2 separate regions of the Mus musculus genome follow, and region 2 is linked to region 1. The links are chromatin contacts, called in public HiChIP or PLAC-seq maps. All regions are on one chromosome and are shown on one strand. Each heading gives the region's core, a stretch centred on a gene start, on an enhancer-like site or on the middle of the called end of the contact. The rest is flanking DNA. Distances are from core to core; before and after follow the strand shown.

What was found. HiChIP or PLAC-seq counts read pairs in DNA pulled down with a chosen protein or histone mark.
Region 2: a contact with region 1 is called in an H3K4me3 HiChIP or PLAC-seq map of bone marrow-derived macrophages, with 2.2 times the contacts expected there. The contact joins two enhancer-like sites. A contact is called at or near these places in 3 of 39 promoter capture datasets (cranial neural crest, liver and trophoblast stem cells), 1 of 15 datasets of contacts at CTCF or cohesin (the NIH/3T3 cell line), 5 of 115 datasets of contacts at active chromatin or transcription factors (bone marrow-derived macrophages, embryonic stem cells, extraembryonic endoderm stem cells and 1 more) and 3 of 9 other capture datasets (adipose tissue, liver and pancreatic islet).

What each region holds. Positions count from the first base shown.
Region 1 is chr17:45,617,459-45,621,462 of GRCm38.p6, forward strand. It overlaps the pseudogene Gm25008. Among named protein-coding and RNA genes, the nearest start is that of Gm52283, 7.5 kb to the right of the region's middle. Within about 2 kb of position 1,698, at least 176 of the 459 cell types and tissues checked have an H3K27ac peak or open chromatin away from gene starts, as enhancers often do. A contact at or near this core is called in bone marrow-derived macrophages and liver, where this site is marked.
Region 2 is chr17:45,705,488-45,709,310 of GRCm38.p6, forward strand. The region is part of intron 5 of Gm35456 (a long non-coding RNA gene); the gene reads right to left. Among named protein-coding and RNA genes, the nearest start is that of Gm35456, 19 kb to the right of the region's middle. Within about 2 kb of position 1,519, at least 14 of the 459 cell types and tissues checked have an H3K27ac peak or open chromatin away from gene starts, as enhancers often do. A contact at or near this core is called in bone marrow-derived macrophages and liver, where this site is marked.

The sequences.
Region 1 (4,004 bases), core at 448-2,947:
CCCACCCTCCACGGTTGGCTCTCCTGAGACAACCATTAACCAAGAAGATGCCTCGGAATCCTGGCCACAGATCCTTCTGGTCCAGACATTTTCTCAGTCAAGGTTCCCTTTTCCCAAATGACTCCAGCTCGTGTCAAGTCTGCAGGGAGCTAAACAGAACATCTCTGCAAACACATACCCACGTGGAGATATAACTCACGTGGAGATATAACTTACGTGGAGATATAACCCACGTGGAGATATAACTGAGTGAAGTCATAAAAGTTTCAAAACAGGGAGTGGGGTTGTAGCTGGGTTGCTAGAGTTGATCACTTAGCGTGTAGGAAACCCTAGGTCCAATTCCCTGTAACTCCAGCCCTGGGAGGTAGAAGCAAGAGGGTCAGAAGTTCAAGGTCATGCTCCACTACATTGGGAATCCAATGCCGGACCTGGAGTGTCTAAGCAAACACAACAAAGAAGAAACAAAACTAAAACTGAGCAAAACAAAACAGCAACCAGCAAAACCAGGTGTGATTAAGTTGACAGATCTAACTGTGCAGGTCCAATCTCAGCTCATCTGTTACTGAATGGAATCTTCCGCAAAGCAGTCAGTAGTTCAGTTTACCTTTCTGTGAAATGTAACTGATCAGACAGGGCAGAACCTAGTGTAGAAAACGTAACAGTAGGAACGTTCTTATGTGGTTAGGTATGGTGGACCATGTCCCCAACCCCAGCTCTTAGGAGGTACAGACGGGGGAGCAGGAGTTCAAGATTCTTCTCTGCTGCTTAGTGAGTTGGAGACCAGCCTGGGCTCCATGAGAGCCTTTCTCAAATACAACAACAACAACAGCAACAACAACAACAACAAGACACTATCTGGGCTGTCAAGATGGCACAGTAAGTAAAGATGCTTGCAAGCCTGCTGGCCGGAGTTCACTGGAAACTGAATAAAAGGTCTAACTCCACACAAGTTGTAAGACAACCTGCATAGGCACACAGCAACACAGGCATATTCCCAAGCAGAATAAAATAAAATAAAATAAAATAAAATAAAATAAAATAAAATAAAATAAGTTTTAAAAAGTACATTGAGCCAGGTGTGGTGGCGCATACCTTTAATCCCAGTACCTGGGAGGCAGAGGCAGGCGGATTTCTGAGTTCGAGGCCAGTCTGGTCTACAAAGTGAGTTCCAGGACAGCCTGAGCTATACAGAGAAATCCTGTCTCGAAAAAAAAAAAAAAAAAAGTACATTGAAAAACCCAGTCCTTCTAGGTTGTTTATCACACTGCTGTCTGCAGGTGCACAGAGCTCTAGGCCTTTATAATTCTCACCTCCGTGTTTGTTTTGTTTTTTTCCTTTGACGGATGAATGAACACATTCACAGGGAACCTTGGTGACAGAAGAAGTTGGGAGCAAGGCAGATGTGGTACAGAGGTTTGCACATCAAACTGAATGGGCTGCGGTGGCCCCAGCTGGAGAGCTGGGTCGCGCAGGACAGTTTGAAGCCATTCATTCCTCTAAGCCTCAGACTCATTCAGTATTCACTAGGTATGGGCTCTAAAAACCAGTGAGGCCCAAATGTCAGTGAAAAACTCTCAATGCACGGTCAGGATGGGAGACACAACAGGAAATGGGAAGTTTCTGTCCAGAGGTCATAAAAGCAGGTCAGAGAAGGGAGGGGGGAGGCGGAAAGAGGAGTGGCTAGAGAAGGAGGCGGCCCCTAGACAGGGTCTCCAGGAGGAAGTAGGTCGGGCAATGCCTTTCAACGGGTAGGGTGGGTGCTTTAGGAGGGGGGTTCAAGGAAGAAAGGATCTGAGCAAGGACGAGTAGCCAAGTAATGAACAGACTGAATTTAAAAACTGCCTAATGAACTCAAGGCCGGGGCCACAAACAAAGCCTGAGGGAGTCTTCGACATCCCTCTGGGTAGGTGGCAGTAACCAAAAAGAAGCATCCCGAAGTCCTTGGGGAGGTGACAGCGGGACTCAGACACCGGAAGGAAGGTGATTCCAAGGCCCCAGGAGACCCAGAGTTTGAAGGCCAGGCCGGGAGAGGTGGGTGTCAAGGAGAGACAGTGACGCCGCTGTGGGGATGAACAGGCAGGAAACTCCCACTCTGTGGCCTGCGCTGGGAAGCAGAGTAAACACGGAGAGAGGAAAAGGGAGCTGCAGGCTCCCCAGAGGTCCTAGAAGTAAATACATAGGCAGAGAGCCACAGGATCCCGGAGGAAGATAGAGCAGGAAGTGGTTTCCCCGGGAGGCAGACTTCAAGGCAGTTTTCTGTGTCTTACCGAGAATATGCTAAGCGGTTTTTGTTTTGTGTTGGGCTTGGGGAATCAGAACCCTGGGGAAACTAGATAAGCATTCCATCCTTTGGTTATGATCTGCAGCTACCGAAATCAGGACACACAAGACCCCAATAGGCCAAATGTCATGAGGAAGAGAGGCAGGGCTCGGTGGTAGATGCCTGGGAGAAAACAGATCTACCGGAGTGAAGGAGCAAATGTCTATGTGATAGATATTAACCAACCCCAGTGGAAAGACAGTGTCAAGAGGAAAGACATGCAACCGTTGTGGCTGACAAACGTCTCATCTTCCTAAAACGGAACTAGTTCCTAGGGGCTGGGGAGGGGCTCAGCCAGTCAGGTGGTAAAGGGCTTGCTGCACAAACGTGGAAACTTCAGTTTGAACCTAGGAGATTATGTGTGTCTATGTGTAGTGTTTGCCTGCAATCCCAGGGCTAGAGAGGTGGAGACAGGACCCACTTCGTGTTTGTTATGTATAGCTAAATCTCCTAGACAATTTCATACTGGCTTCCTGGGTTAGATGAAATAGCACATGAAGTGGAAACTTCCAGTTTCTTTGGAAAGTTAGTTCTGTCGAATGATGTTTTGTTGGGGCACATAGATGAGAGCATGTCTTGCTAAAGTGAACACTTTAAAGACTTGTTTTCTTGAAGCAGACAGGGTTGAAAGGATATTTTGATATAGCGAACACGTGGGAGGATCTGTGATGAAGGAATATAAATAGGACCCCACAGGACAGTGGCAGTGTCATCACAAGTTGAGCTCAACAAGGCCACTTAAGGTGAACCAACACATGTGTGTCCTTAGCAAAGAATAATGAAATAGAGCAAACCAATGTTCAGTGCTCTTTAAAGGTCTTTGTGTTCCTTTTCACAGTGAGACTGATAGATAAAAGCCCAACAAACGTGCTCACTTCGGCAGCACATATACTAAAAAAAAAAAATTGGAACGATACAGAGAAGATTAGCATGGCCCTGCGCAAGGATGACACACAAATTCGTGAAGCAGTCCATATTTAAAAAAAAAAAAAAAAAGCCCAACAAACATTGACATTCACAGTCTTGGTTTTTATGGAGATCTCTTTGTCTGTGATATATATTACATAAAATAAATAGATCTTTTTTTAAAAGATCTATTTATTTATTTTATTTATGTGAGTACACTGTAGTTGTCTTCAGACACACCAGAAGAGGGCGTCAGATCTCATTATGGATGGTTGTGAGCCACCATGTGGTTGCTGGGAATTGAACTCAGGACCTTTGAAAGAGCAGTCAGTGCTCTTAACTGCTGAGCCATCTCTCCAGTCCCAAATAAATAAATCTTTAAAAAATAGTATTTAAAAAAAGAGAAATTTTAGCTGAGTGGTGGTGGTGCACGCCTTTAATCCCAGCACTGGGGAGGTAGAGGCAGGTGGATCTCTGTGAGTTCGGGGCCAGCATGGTCTACAGAGTTAGTTCCAGGACAGGACAGCTAGTACTATACAGGGAATCCCTGTCTCTGGAAAAAAAAACAAACAGACAAAACAACAACAACAAACCGCAGACAAACAAAAAAAGAAAATTTAAAGATATTTTTTCCTATTACTACTTTTTAATTTAATGTATTTCTTTTGAGATAGGGATTCTCTGTGTAGCTCCAGATGTCCTGGAACTCTGTAGACCAAGCTGGCCAGGAACTCAGAGGTCTTCCTGTCTCTTCTGAGTGCTGGGATTAAAGGTGTGT
Region 2 (3,823 bases), core at 269-2,768, 88 kb after region 1:
GCTGTCCTGGGACTCACTCTGTAGACCAGGCTGGCCTTGAACTCAGAAATTCACCTGCCTCTGCCTGCCTTTGCCTCCTGAGTGCTGTGATTAAAGGCATGAGTCATCAGGCCTGACTGAATTTACCTGTTTGTTTGTTTGTTTATTATGAGTAGCTGTCTTCAGACTCACAGGAAGAGGGCATCAGATCACATGACAGATGGTTGTGAGCCACCATGTGGTTGCTAGGAGTTGAACTTGGGACCTCTGGAAGAGCAGCCATGCTCTTAACCACTGAGCCATCTCTCCAGCCCGTATTTATTTATTTTTGTTGGTTGGCGGCTGGTTTGTTGAGACAGGGTCTTCTCTAGCCCAGACTGGCTCTAAAGTCTCTAATGCAGCCCAGGATGACCTTCAACATCTGATCCTCCTGCTTCTAATTCCCAAGGGCTGGGAATACAGTCTTGTGTCATCACTCCTGGCACTTCTACTTTTGAATTTAGTCATAAAAGGAGTCATAGTGCAAGGGTCTGGTATAAGGTTGGCATTCTGACATTTGCAGGTTTGGAACAAGCACCTGTGCTGGGCATGGCTGCTCATTTCCAGATAGATTCTTACCCCCACAGACTTTGCCCGTACTGGCTGCATGTCTCGGGCTTCCTACTTGTGAAGTGTCTTCCTGTGCCAAGTCTAGACTGATAACCCAGTTAAACTGGAGTCTGCATTTATGTGCAGAGGATCAATGTGTTTCTTGGAGAGAACCTTTGCTGATGTGACATTTGGCTTTAACTTTGATGTCTATTCCAGGACTAGGTATGAAAAAGGAGCGTCTAACTGAAAGCTACTTTCCCCTCTCCCTTTCTCTCCCTTGAGACAAGGTCTTACTATGTAGCCCCAGCTGGCCTGGAATTTACAGATCTGCCTGACTCTGCATCCTGAGTCCTGGGATGCCCTGGCATACCCTGCCCTGCCCACCTTACTTGTTTTAAAAAATAAAAAATAAAAAAGTATATATATACACACATACACACGTATGATATATATTATATATGTGATATATATGATATATATATATCCTTTGAAACAGTGTTTCGTGCATCCCATGCCAACAAACTTGTTATGTAACCAGTGATGATCTTGAACTTCTGATCTTCTGGGTCTACCTCCTAAGTGCTGGATCACAGGGGCAGAGAACTACACCCTACTATAACTGGTTATTTCTTCTCCAAATTTAAATACTGTTTCCTATCTGCCACTGCTTCCAATTGCACAGACGTTAGTTACTCTGATCTAGTGTTCACAATGTTGGGGTTGAAGGTTACAAGGTGGCCAGTGGAGTGCTTGCTTCTGGGTGAGTGGAGAGGGGAGCCATCACCTCAGTGTGGGTGAGGGTCTGCGCCTCCGTGGATGGGAAGGAGGAGGGGGACTCAGATGGACTGTGTTTACATGGAAGTTAATTACTTGGAAGTTAATCAGCAGTATCAGGCGCAGGCAGGGGGCAGACAGGAGACAGAAATAAAGAGGAATTACACGTAAAGGAAATGACATCATGCGGCCACAAATTGGACTCAGTGTTCTTCAGTTTGCAGATGTATGTATGTATGTATGTATGTATGTATGTATGTATGTATGTATGTATGTTTATATATTTTCACAGGTGACAGGGTCTCAATAAATAGCTCTGGCTGGCCTGGGACTCCCATTTGTAAGCTTGCAGAGTCCTGGGCCACCACGCTTGGCTGTAGGACGTGGCATGCAGACACGACTTCTCACCTCCTGGTTTTTCTTCTTCTCTCCACCCAGAAGGCTGTGGGATAAACAGGTATAGTGACAGGCTAAAGCTGGCTTTTGACTTTTTTTATCTTAAAAAAAAAAAAACCACTTGTTTTATTTTATGTGTGTGTGTGTGTGTGTGTGTGTGTGTGTGTGTGTGTGTGTGCCTGAGTATATTTGTATGTACACACGGGGTGAGGGTAAGCCAGAAGAGGTGTCAGTGAAGACTACCAGAGGACCAGGGCCAGTCAACTCCCAGAACAAAGTGGGAGTCCTTGTTTCATGTGAGAGGGGTCTCAGTCAAGGTCTGACTTGGCTCCACCTGCTGGATGGCATGGAGGGTCGCCTTTCTGGTCACCACCAGGACCCAGTTTTCTGCTCAGACTTGGTTTTCCTTGCCTGTCCCAGCAGTGGCTTCAGCCACCTTCCTGCCTGACAGGCTGGCTGGCAACTTATATTCTGTTTTTCGTTTCACAAGTGGCTTTCCCCTCTTTCCTTTTAAAATTGAGAGGAGCAGGGGGCAGGCAGTGGTGGTGCACAGCCTTAACCCTAGCACTCGGGAGGCAGGGGCAGGCAGATTTCTGAGTTCAAGACCAGCCTGGTCTACAGAGCAAGTTCCAGGACATCCAGGGCTACACAGAGAAACTCAATAAACAAAGAAGCTAATTAATTAATTAATTAATTAATCAAAAATAAAATTGAGACAGCGTTTCATGTATACTAGACTGGCCTCAAACTTGGCTGTGTAGTCCATAATAACATTTGATCAACTTGCCCTACCTGTCATTGCAGGTGTGCACCCCATGCCTGGCTTATGTGGTGCTGGGGATGGAACCCAGGGCGTCATACACGTTAGGCAAGCGCTCTGGGAATCATGTTCAGCCCCAAATTCTGCCCCTCTACAGAAGCCTCTACTCCTCCTTCTAGAACCCCACACACCTGTTTTTCCTCCATCCTAGGGCTTCCCCCGATCTTTTCATGCTGTGAGAGTTTCTATAAGTGCATCTGGCACTACCGGGTAGCCCTCTCATCATTGGATGCCTGACTGAGAAGAGAACACCCAAGCTGACCAGACCTCAGGAACTGCCGGGCAAGTGGCAGGCTGGGATTCCAAATCGGGACTATCTGACCTCATGACTTCTGCTCTTTCAGCTCCCCTGACCTGTGTTGAAACTATTTCTTGGTAAGGTGCCCTCCCCAGCAATTAAAAACTGAAACTGTTTTCCGGAAGCAGCCTTTGGATAACCACCAAGATATTTGGGTTGCTTCCGGTTACTTCTTGGATTATCTTCTCTTAGCCTGAATGGAAGGGAAGACTGTGCTTCTCGCTGGAGCGAGCCTGCCCGCCTGCCCGCCTGCCCGCCTGCCCGCCTGCCCGCCTGCCCGCCTCCCCGCCTCCCCGCCTGCCCGCCTGCCCGCCTTACCAGGTTTGCCTCTTGTCATCTCATGGTTGCATTCACTGTGGCCAAGGAAATGGACCCTTTGCTTTCATGGGGCCCTCTCAGGACCCAGCAAGAAATGGTTTCTCGCCGGGTGTGGTGGCGCACGCCTTTAATCCCAGTACTCGGGAGGCAGAGGCAGGTGGATTTCTGAGTTCGAGGCCAGCCTGGTCTACAAAGTGAGTTCCAGGAGAGCCAGGGCTACACAGAGAAACTCTGTCTCAAAAAAAAAAAAAAATAAATAAAATAAAAGAAATGGTTTCTCCATGTTTGTTGAATAAAGAATTAAGTGAAGAGGGTGAGCCATCTCCCACACCAGCGATGTTTTCTGTCTTCCAAGCCCTATTCCTTCTCTCTGTAAATCCTGGACCATGGAAGCCCACTAGGTGCTGGGTAAGTGGTTATGTTCAGTGGTCCCCACAGTAGTGAGGTGGAGTTTAGCCCTACATGAAGCCTCTCATTTGATCCTTCTTTCTCTTGCTCTATCCCTAGGGTTCCTGCCTTGAGTTTCCAGCATAAGCCCTTAAGAGCTCACAGGTGGCCCTATGGCCAGGAGTGTCCTTTCTTGTCTGGAGAGGTGACCGATCATCTTTTGGAGTTCTGCTCAGATTTCTCATCAATGAAGTTCCAGT